3 separate regions of the Sus scrofa genome follow, and regions 2 and 3 are each linked to region 1. A link is a contact called in public HiChIP or PLAC-seq data. All regions are on one chromosome and are shown on one strand. Each heading gives the region's core, a stretch centred on a gene start, on an enhancer-like site or on the middle of the called end of the contact. The rest is flanking DNA. Distances are from core to core; before and after follow the strand shown. Region 1 holds the start of KPNA3 (karyopherin alpha 3 (importin alpha 4)). Region 2 holds the start of ARL11 (ADP-ribosylation factor-like protein 11). Region 3 overlaps EBPL (emopamil-binding protein-like).

Region 1 (3,485 bases), core at 528-3,027:
TGTGAAGGCCTTTTTAAGTGACTGATTCCCTAAAGTGCATTAAAAAATGATAAATTGAGGAGTTCCCTGGTGGCTCAACAGGTTAAAGATCTGGCCATTGTCACTGCTGTGCTGCTGTGATGCAGGTTTGATCCCTGGCCCGGGAACTTCTGCATGCTGTGGTACAGCCAAAACAAAACAAACCCCACCAAACATGAATCAATATTTAAAAAGTAAAGAAAAGAGAACCCAGCATTTTGATTTCCCTTGAAAATGTGGACCTTTGGCAGGCCTGACAATCCAGTATGGCAAGAATTATCTGAAGCTTGTAAGTGAGCCTGTTTATTGACAGGCCACCACCCAGCACTCACAAAAATGTCCTGGACATAGCCTGGACCTTGAGCTTTCTAACTCCCCTTTGCTTTGAAGGAATATCTTCTTTAACCTCTTTATGGTTATATTCCTTCCCAACCTTTGAATGACTTCAGTCATTTGAATTGTACTATAACATTGCATACCTCCTTATAGCTGCCATAGATTCTGAAACTACATTATTTCATCTACATTCAAAGAAGCTCACTTGCCCAAAAAGCAACTATTAGTGTTATATATCCACATTTCTCCTGATCATTCTTACGATGACCCTAAAGGAAGATGCTAGACTGGAAGAGTCTGCAGACCAAGGCTTGACTACTTCCTGAGGGCCGAGAAGATTATGTGCAGAGGTGGAACAGAAATATCGAGAGTACAGAAATGCAGGACCTGCCAGAGTGAAGGTTGCAGAACCGAGCTTGGGAGAATGATGAAGACAGATGCCGGAGCACTAATCTATTCAAGCATTTATTGAGTATTCATGACATGCCAGGCACTGTATTAACGGAGGGATTCAGCAGTATACCTAACGTCCCTACCTAACTGAGCTAATTCCGATACGGTAAACCAGATCGACACACACACATATCACATACATACATATATACATGTCAGGTGGAAATAAATGCTAATTATAAAACTAAAGCAGAGCAAAGGAACAGCGAATGAGGGTGGCTGCTATTTCAGGAGACCCCCGTGCCACCCTCCCCCCCCCCCGCCCCCGCAAAGAAGCAAGAGAGCAAAGCACCAGCCGTGCATCGGTTTCTAATTTTCTAGGCTACACGGAGCTAGGTGCACCTCCCAGGAAGCTCCGCCCCCTCCCTCCCAATAGGACGCAAGGTGCCGTCTCCGAGGAAGCTCCTCCCACTCCCCGCCCAGAGGCGGCCTTGGGGGCGGAGCCTCGCGCCCGGGCTCCCTGAGCGCGCCGCGCATAAAGACGCGCGCTTAGGGTTCCCGGCATTCTTCTGATTCTGTCAAAGCCGGGAGAGTTACCCTCGCTAGGGAATGGCATGCTGGGAACTGTAGTTTCCTCCCGCAACCCCGCGTCCCGGGGGCAGTAAAAGCTGCTAAGTTCGGCTCCATTGCTGGCACCATACTTGAAGCCCGGCGGGGTTGTGGGGAGGATTTGCGGAGGGGCTGGGGCCGGGGTCATCCCGAGTACCACGTGGAACTTATCCAGCCCGGCGAGCGTCCAGGCCGGAGCCCGCCCCGGACACGTGACCCCGGCCTCCACAAGAGCGCGCCGTTCCAGAGCACGGTTCCCGCCCCGCCCGTCTGTCGGCCTGCGCCTCCCCCGGCGCTGCTGCCACCTCGCGCTCGGAGGCGTCACGGAACGTGCCCGCCTTTCCCCCTCCTCCTCCCTTTCCCTCCCGCTCTCCCCCTCCTCCCCCTCCCGCGCCGAGACTCGCCGCCGCCGCAGCCGCAGGAGTAGCCGCCGCCGGAGCCGCGCGCAGCCATGGCCGAGAACCCCGGCTTGGAGAACCACCGCATCAAGAGCTTTAAGAATAAGGGCCGAGATGTGGAAGTGAGTGTGCTTTCGCTGCTGGGGCCCTCCAGGCTCGCCCGCCTGGCCGCGCCGGCCCCGAGGCGGCGGGGAGGGGCGGGGGGCCGGCGCCGGGCTGGTTTTCGCCGGCTCGCGGTGGGTCGGAGTTAGCTACCGTCTCCCGTCACCGCGGCCAGGGGCTGGGCGGAGCGGGCGGCGGGACGCGGGCCGGGCTGCAGCCGCCTCTCGAAGCTGCCGGCGCGGAGTCCGGGAAACGCCGGGGTTTTCGGCCCCGTCACGCGGGCGCGGCCTGCTGTCGGCGAGGAAGAGATGTGGAGCTGAGGCGGGGTCCGCGGGCTGGGGCCTCGCGGGCTGGGGGGATGCTGCCGCCCGGGTCCATCGACCGCCCCGCCGAGGGGGCGGCCACGGCTCGCGCCCGCTGCCCGTGCAGCCTCCTGCCCGGCGCGGCCCCCTCAGTGCCTCCCGCGCTGCTGCACATGGAGCCTCGGCTCTGCCGGTCCCCGCGCCTACCTTCTGTGAGCCGGGCCCAGGCGGGCGGTGGCGGCCCGCAGAGGGGGGTGGGGACCAGCCGGGTAACTGACTTGTTTGAGGGTGGTGAATGGGGGAGGGTAGGATGCGCTAGGACCATTTTCTTATATTCCAGTGCGGTTCTTTGGACCAGTCGCGCTTTGCTTTTCCAGCTCATACTCCTGTTACTGCTGGCATTTGGAGCAAGCTGAAGGTGGACAATAGTTTACCGTCTATTGTGTTGAGGCTTTGGAAGAGACGTTGTTCCGACCTCCGCTCACAGGACCTCTTTTCTTAGCCTTTTCTTGTAGTGAGGGTGTGCATAGGGTAATCATGTCTTTGAAACGTTTTACTGAAATAAATTGGATACATAGGTTCATACGGCCTTGCGCTAAGCTGGTAGAATTTCCAAGTGGTTGCAAAACTGTAAACATTGATCGTGTTCACTCAGTTCGTTGCTACTCAGCATGTTGCCATTGTCTCATTAAGGTGACATTAGCAGGTACTGTTTGCAAACTCGGCTTGTCCAGGCAGCGCTAGAGGTCTCTCTGCAGCTTCTAAAAGCAGTGTAGTTAGTGTAATGCACAAACTTCACTGGGACTCTGACCTCTGGATTGTTGGGGGAAAGTGGTTTCAGGTCCACAGCCTTCTTTTCTTTTACTAGGTGACATGATTTGCAGTTTTCTCATTCTTGCTAAGCGGCCAGTGTGACGAAGAAGTGCGCATTTTATCCTGTCTTAAAGAGAGAAGGTGGTGGGGAAAATATACCGTTCAGTGTTCTGTTTTGTAGAAGAACAGACAAAACTGAGGCCGTTTTTCGGAGCCACAAAATTAAATAGTAATTGGAGAAAAACGTAGGGAAATGCCTTGGAATTTTCATATTATTGAGACAGATAAAAGTCATCTTTTTTCTGTCCTGGTCATTGTTCAATTTTACAGTGAGAAATACTTGTAAGCAAAAGTGCAACTTAAGAATAGCAGTAAGAAATTTGGAACTGCTTCTTGTTATTGGTCCTCTTGATGATAGGTAATTTTGAACCGTAATCATCAGTCATTTTTCTTGAAGCTTACCTCTGTCATAAAGCAAAACTTAATGTAGTTTGAAAAATACTTGTATTGTTTG
Region 2 (3,485 bases), core at 555-3,054, 150 kb after region 1:
CCCTCCAGGTGGTCCTTCCAGCTGGCCCTGAGCTGGCTTTGTCCCCCGACGTCCCAGAGAGTCAGAGACACATGTCCAGGCTCCTCCAAAGGCTCCACGTTGAAACCCACGGTGGGCAGCGTCTCCACCAGCTGGTAGCCCTTTAGTCTGTACAGGAGGGTGGTCTTGCCGGCCGAGTCCAGGCCCATCATCACCACCTGGGCTTCCGCCCTGTGACCTCGGGAGCTCACAGACCCCATGGCGGCCCCTGCCAGACCCTAGGGGAGAACGGCCGGGTGCACACATCAGCTATTCTTTTCTGTAGGAACACAAATTCATGCAGGCACATGGAGGAAGGGTTTCTATGGCCAAAGTAGGGAAGCATGTCAGGTTTCAAAGACAGGCCTGGGCTCTGAAAGGGCCAGGAAGTAGGGGTGGGTGAATCAGCTGACCCATCTCTCCCGGCTGCCTCCTACAGAGCGGAGCCCCCCGCCCCAAGACATGGAATGTAGGCTCACATTCCCTGTGGTTAAAGCAAGGAGGCACAACCAAATTCCAGCTAGACAAGCTTGGTTCAGTAGAAATGACTGAAAGATTCTTCCATTCCTGCTGGTCCGTGGCTTCTAGCCTCTCTTGTCCTCCTGGAAGCCTAAACCCTGAAGTGGAAGCTATCCTGGGGTCAGGACACAGAGGGAGGGGGACCGTCGGCTCATGGTAACTTCTGCTGCCTTTGGAACTCCCCATAGGACCAGGCTGCGTGTCCTGTAACAGTGGCTATTTATAAATACTGTTGACTGAGGACAGATGTACCAGTCAGGGCAAAGGGCTTTCCTCCAGTGTCTTACTGAGGTAAGTGACCTCTACAACATTACACATGAATTACAGGAATCCCAGATGCCAAGACTAAGACCTGATGCCAACTTAGTCTAGGGAAGCCTTGGCTGGAGCAGGTGAAGGAACATCTCACCCCCAGGAGTACATTTCTGTTGGCCCTGGAAGAAAATAAGACAGCCTCTGTTCGTTCCTCATGGCAGGCGTGGAAGAGTAAAAATTAAAATTACCTCAGTATTGGGAATTCCTGTTGTGGCTCAGCGGGTTAAGAACCCAGTCTCCATGAGGATGCAGGTTCAATCCCTGGCCTCGATCAGCGGGTTAAGGATCCAGCGTTGACGTGAGCTTCGGTGTAGGTCGCAGACGCAGCTCAGAGTTGCTGTGGCTGTGCTGTAGGCCGGCAGCTGCAGCTGTAGCTCCGATTGGACCCCTAGCCTGGGAACCTGCATGTGGTGTGACACAAGGTGTGGCCCTTAAAAAAAACAAACTACCCAATGTGATTAGACTGTGGCTGAAAGCTCCCCTGTGACCGTGTCCTCCCCTGCAGCTGCTTTCCACTGCTCAGTCAGGTCCCACGATTGAGAGGTGAGGGAAGTCTCGAGTGGCTGCTACTGGTTCTCCTTTTTCTGTTTCCCTTTCCCACGTGGTTGGGGGCAGGGCGAGCTCCGCAGGCCGTCTCTCTGCTCTGGCCCCTGGGAGAGAGCAGACCTGCTGGGGTCAGGCACAAAACGTCCTCAGTAACACCTGCTTCTTAGCAGCTCAGACTCTATGCTGCAGGGAGGGCCCCCCGTTCAGGACCACATCTGCGTTTGCTGTTTCTACTGCTCTTCCTCTCACCATCCTGTGATCCTCTTGGTGGAGGAATCTGAGAATCCCCCCTTTTCCCTCAGCTCAGTGTGTTTCTGGTGCCTGGAGATTCTTTTATTTGCTTGGAACCATGTGTGCTTACAAGCTGCCCAAATAGGATTAAAACCCTGTAGGAGTTCCCATCACGGCTCAGCGGTGACTAGCATCCGTGAGGTGGCAGATTCCATCCCTGGCCTCGCTCAGTGGGTTAAGGATCCAGCGTTGCTGTGAACTATGGTGTAGGTCGCAGACACGGCTCGGATCCTGCGTTGCTGTGGCTCTGGTGTAGGCCAGTGGCTACAGCTCCAATTGGACCCCTAGCCTGGGACCTCCATATGCGGCCCTAAAAAGACAAAAAGACAAAACCAAAAACAAACAAAAATAAAATACTCTTAAAAATTAGGTTTAATGTTGCAGGTAAACCAAAATGTGTGTGTGTGTATCACATATACACATACATATGTGTGTATATAAATATATATATGTTAAACCATAAAAATTAAAAGTTATGTTAATGAGGTGGAACTAAGGGTGATTAAGCTTATTGCTTAATTTTTTTTTTCTTGAACAATGTCATTTTGTTTTTCCCAGTAAAAAAAAAAAATGATACTTCCAAAAAATAGAATTTTCCAAAAAATTAACCACTCAGAAGCCTTTGCTTCTGTAGCAGATTCTGACTTGGCTCTGGAGCTCCAGTGACTTGGCGCTCATAGCTGGTAACAGTTCTGCTTTCTGGCACATTCTTTACTAAATCGTCAAGGACCAAGATGGGGGTTGGGATTCTCTCATTTTACTAATGAAGAAATGGCTCAGACGGGAGAGAGAATTTGTTCATGATCTTGCTGAGATTTATAATTCATCTCTCTTTCATTGTATCGTGTTGCTCACTGAGAAAGTGCTTTGCAAATGGCGAGCCCCTCATTGTAGCGGCTGTCGTTGTAAGGTGGCTATATTTTAACAGGAGGAAGCGATTGGGAAAAATTGGAAACACGGGCACCACTATGTCATGTTGTTGATGTCACTGTCCTTTTGGGTTTTGGGGGGAGCCTGTGGTTCTGGCTACAGTCGTTTTGGTGAGAAACTGAAGCATAATGGAAGGGATTTAGAGGTAGAATTATAGTCAAAGAAAAACCACAGCAGAACAATGGTTAAAGTGGTAAAAAAAGAAAAAAAAAAAAAAGGTTTTATTCAGGACTATTGCAGAATAGTCCTGCAATAGGGGAAGAGACCTTCGTGCAGAACTGGGCTCCATTCCGAAAAAAGCGTGGGCAAGTGGGGATTTATAGCCAAGGAGCTGGGGGTGGGGGCGGGTGTCAGTGGATATGGAAAATTACTAAGAAGAAGCATCAGGGGAGAGCAGGGTTCTGGCTAAACCGACCTAATGGGGTCTTCACTAAAGACAGGCCAAGGTGATCAGATTTCATCTGGGGGGCGGTGGAGAATTAGCGACCTGATCAGATATGGAGGGTGGAGATTCGGATTATTGCTAAAACCAGATTTTATAAGGACGTGCGCTGTCTTAAAGCAGCCCAGCACTGTCTGGAGGGCGCTTGTCTGTCTTGCCTGTGGTGCTGGGCGATCAGACGAACTTGGGACCCAGCTCTGTCTGGGCCTGGCTGATGAATCAGTGGGAATCTTGCCAGGATTTTGCAGGATTGGGACTGGCAGAGGATACCGGTGCAGCAGGCAAAGGATGACCTGTGCTTGGAGGCTGGGGAGCAAAGGGGTGCTACTCTGGCCCTGGTTCCCCTTGTGTGAGCCCAAGGGAGGGGAGAAGGGAGGTGGGCAGAGACGGAAGAAGCCGTAGACTTGAAGGCTTGGAGGCACCA
Region 3 (3,485 bases), core at 502-3,001, 130 kb after region 1:
ATACGTGTCCATTGCTGAAAAATGGAAACCCCAGATACGCAATAAGGAAAAAAAAATTTACCCCCCCCCCCAGTATCATCAGACAGAACCACTATTACAAATCTAGTTTCTATTTCTCAGGCTCTTGCCTTTGTGTGTATTAACATTTGGGGGAGGCTTTTAACGATTGAAGAAGGACTTCGACCTCCCCCCTTCCCTCCTCTCTCTCCCTTGCCCCAGATTCATCATCCAAGAAGCAGCAGGTCTACACGGACACACAACACCGACTGGATAGTGTTACAGAACATACCCCATTCTGGAGAAATGCATGCGCTTCGAGAGGTTGATGGGTAGCCGTTAGCATTTATTTTTGGAAACCGGTTTCCTTAGATGTTTACGTCCACACAGATCAAGTTGACATCTTAAAATATTGGATTGGCCACTTCCCAGCTCTTCAAGGGAGGGATCAAGTGTGCTGAGCGTGCTGCAGGGTTGTGTTTGAGGTGTTTAATCCCTGTCCCCCCAGAAGCTTTCCCTCAGTCCCCGAGGACTCAGAAGGCGAGGACTCCAAAACTCTTGCAGCCCTTATGTGTGTCACTTAAATGTCCCTGCACTGTTTTGTTGTTTTTGAAATCCACCTTCCCAGCTGCACAGGGCCCCCTCAAGGCCACACTTAGAATCCTAGAGGCATGTGTTGTTTAAAGGGGCCTTGGACAGGTCCAGTTCATACACGAGGAGACAGAGGCTCAGAGGGGTTAGGTAACCTGCCCAAGGCCATAGAGTTTTTTAATAAACTAGAACCTGGTTCACTTAAATGTGCTCTTTCTAGTCCAACGGTGTTAGACATGTTCCCAGAAACCTATAATCTGTGAAAACTCTTCACTTTTGTGGATTTTTTTCTCATCAAAAAACTTAACCTCAGTACATTTCTGATCATCGGGGTCTGTTCATTCTACTTGAATAGCCTCTTAATTGTGTTGTTTTGATTTTGTGATTTGCATTGTTCTGTTAGTATTTTTCACTGGTTGGACCCAGTGCTCCTGTGACAGCAGTTACCTTTCTTGCAGTGGTTTTTCTGGGGGCGGGGGGGTGACAAATGGGGGACATGCTATCAGGGTCTCCACTTTTTCAGATGTGAGCAACACTCCACAGCACTCTGCTTCTTGTTCCCCACAAGTGTGTTTGTTGATGATGTGTTTTAGTTAAAAAGTAAGTGACTTTTTAGTTAAAAAGTGTCTTGGCCTCTCGTTTCTGATTCACTGTGCTCAAAGTAACCGTGAACAGATTTTTGGCATTTCTTGGTTCTGTGTTGGGAGTTGAACTGATTTGGGTCCCAGGGGCTGGGATCTAATCCCTTATAACTGGAAGCAGGAAACAGACCTCACTGATGTGCCCCTGAGCGTCCAGGGTCTGAACGGTCCCCATAAAGTCGTGCCTGTCCGGAGCTGGACCACAACCGTTCATGTTCCCTGTAACAGTGACCTCTGGTGGCCCTGGGACGATAGGACAGCAGTTGAGTGGCGGATGTGTGGATTTGGATGAGATGACCTAATTCTTTGTGGTGAAGCAGTTGCCTGTCACCATAGAAGTCCCTGCCGTTTCCCAGGGAGGCCCCTTCCCTCCCGTGACACACCCACCTGCAGTCACCCTACACCCAAGGAGCACCTGCAGCGGCGCCCCTGCTTCCTGTGGGCAGTCTCCTCCTCCCAGCCCCTCCCCATCCCGGCCACCTGGTGGGACGAGTGGACTTGCCCCATCTGGCCCACATCAGCCACCACCTGCCACGTCGGCCCAGATTCTGGTGCTCTAGGGCTGGTGATTTACTGCCTCCCTGGGCAGCAGGTGGCTGGGGTATTTTTAGTGTCTGAGCCTTTAGGAGAAGGGTGGGGTGGGGGTGGGAGGTAGTGGTGAGTTCGGGGGGAATCACAAGTTCAAAGCCTCCCAGTTGTGGGGTCTGTTTCCCAACCTCTTGTTGGCTTTCAGATTCTTGGTATGTCCTCTGGAATCTGCCTTAGGCACTTGGTAAGCCTGAGCCAGAGAGGGTGAAACCTTTGGGCTGCCAGGTTGGTTGGTGTCTAGGGAAAGGACTGTGTACTACAAATGCCCTGCATGTGCATTCATTCCAATTCAAAGCACTTTTCTGGAGTTTCTGTCGTGGCTCAGTGCAAACGAATCTGACTAGTATCCATGAGGATGCGGGTTCAATCCCTGGCCTCGCTCCGTGGGTTAAGGATCCCGCGTTGCCATGAGCTGTAGTGTAGGTCGCAGACTCGGCTCGGATCTTGTGTTGCTGTGGCTCTGGTATAGGCTAGTGGCTACAGCTCCGATTAGACCCCTAGCCTGGGAACCTCATATGCCACAGGCGCAGCCCTAAAAAGACAAAATAAAAATAAAGTAAAATAAAAACTATAAAATACTGCTGAGAGAAATTTTTTTAAAAAGCACTTTCTGCTCATTGTTTATCTGCTCCTCACGATGGTCCCATGTTGTGGACAGGGATTATCCTCTTCCTTCTACGGAAGTGAACCTGCGAAGGACGTGAGCATCAGTCCCGTGCCACAGGCAGTGGGGGGGACAACCTGGAGCCCTGCCATCTTTGCCACTGGGGGATGCTGGGTGGGGACCTGTGGTATTCGGGGCAAGATGCTTTGAGCGTCTCCTTAACAGAAACGGAGTCATGGTATTTGGCACACACACTTGTGAGGGGAGCACACTCCCTCCGCTGTTCTTACCAAATAAAAAAGCTCACACATTTATTCAGCGTTGACTGGGTCTGTGGTCCTGGTCCTGAATATACGACATCCCCACTGCCGCCGGCTGAGAGGCAGTCTCAGGACCAGCCCTTAAACGTGCTGGGTGCTCAGACCGGAAGCAGGACAACTGGCCCAAACCTGGGGCTTCTGAGCAGGCAGGTCAGAGAGAATAAAAGGTGAAAAGAGCAAGACTGTGCTCCCGGGAGTTCGTCAGTCTGTCCAAGACTGGGTTCAAGCTACTTTCACGCCACTGTTGCTTTGCATCATCAGGGCTTTTGTGATTCCTTGTCCTCGGCATCTTTTGGTTTCCTTTCTAAGGAAATCTTCTGCTTGTGCTTCTGGAAAGGGGGATTTGACATCAGGGCCGAAAGAGACCTGGAGCAACTGGGAAAGGAGGGACGGAGCCTCCTGCAGTGAGGGGGCTGGAAGCAGCTGCGACTGTGGAGTGTCAGCTCCCGCATTTCATCCAGACCCGCTGAGCTGGTCCCCCCAGGCTTGTCCTCCCCCGGCTGCCCCTACCCGTCCAAACCGAGTCTGACAAGGCCTGGGCCCCCAGGTCTCCAGCGGGGGGATAGGGTTGCTGTCGGGCTGATCTTAGTTGTGTTGGGGGGGGGCTGTCCACACGCCAGGGATCCATGGGTCCCCTGGACCCAGCCTCCTTGCTGGGTCCCCAAGCACTTTAGACCTCTACCCGCGAGGCTTTGTTGAGTTTGCACTTCAGTTTGCCACAGGGACAGAATCTGTCTCGAACCT

Evidence for each region. HiChIP or PLAC-seq counts read pairs in DNA pulled down with a chosen protein or histone mark.
Region 2: a contact with region 1 is called in an H3K27ac HiChIP or PLAC-seq map of alveolar macrophages. The contact joins the promoter of ARL11 here to the promoter of KPNA3 in region 1. A contact is called at or near these places in 1 of 47 Hi-C or Micro-C datasets (skeletal muscle) and 2 of 2 datasets of contacts at active chromatin or transcription factors (alveolar macrophages and skeletal muscle).
Region 3: a contact with region 1 is called in an H3K27ac HiChIP or PLAC-seq map of skeletal muscle. The contact joins the enhancer-like site here to the promoter of KPNA3 in region 1. A contact is called at or near these places in 2 of 5 promoter capture datasets (fetal liver and liver), 11 of 47 Hi-C or Micro-C datasets (embryonic fibroblasts, fetal heart ventricle, fetal liver and 5 more) and 2 of 2 datasets of contacts at active chromatin or transcription factors (alveolar macrophages and skeletal muscle).

The regions. Positions count from the first base shown.
Region 1 is chr11:17,946,433-17,949,917 of Sscrofa11.1, forward strand. It overlaps KPNA3 (karyopherin alpha 3 (importin alpha 4)), which reads left to right and starts at 1,778. Exons shown (of 17, transcript NM_001190230.1): 1 at 1,778-1,876. The coding sequence starts at 1,808.
Region 2 is chr11:18,098,621-18,102,105 of Sscrofa11.1, forward strand. ARL11 (ADP-ribosylation factor-like protein 11) reads right to left here and starts at 1,805. Exons shown (of 2, transcript XM_005668400.3): 1 at 1,041-1,805; 2 at 1-298. The coding sequence starts at 239. The region is part of intron 3 of EBPL (emopamil-binding protein-like); the gene reads left to right.
Region 3 is chr11:18,077,305-18,080,789 of Sscrofa11.1, forward strand. The region is part of intron 3 of EBPL (emopamil-binding protein-like); the gene reads left to right. Among named protein-coding and RNA genes, the nearest start is that of ARL11, 21 kb to the right of the region's middle. Within about 2 kb of position 1,752, at least 17 of the 83 cell types and tissues checked have an H3K27ac peak or open chromatin away from gene starts, as enhancers often do. A contact at or near this core is called in alveolar macrophages and skeletal muscle, where this site is marked.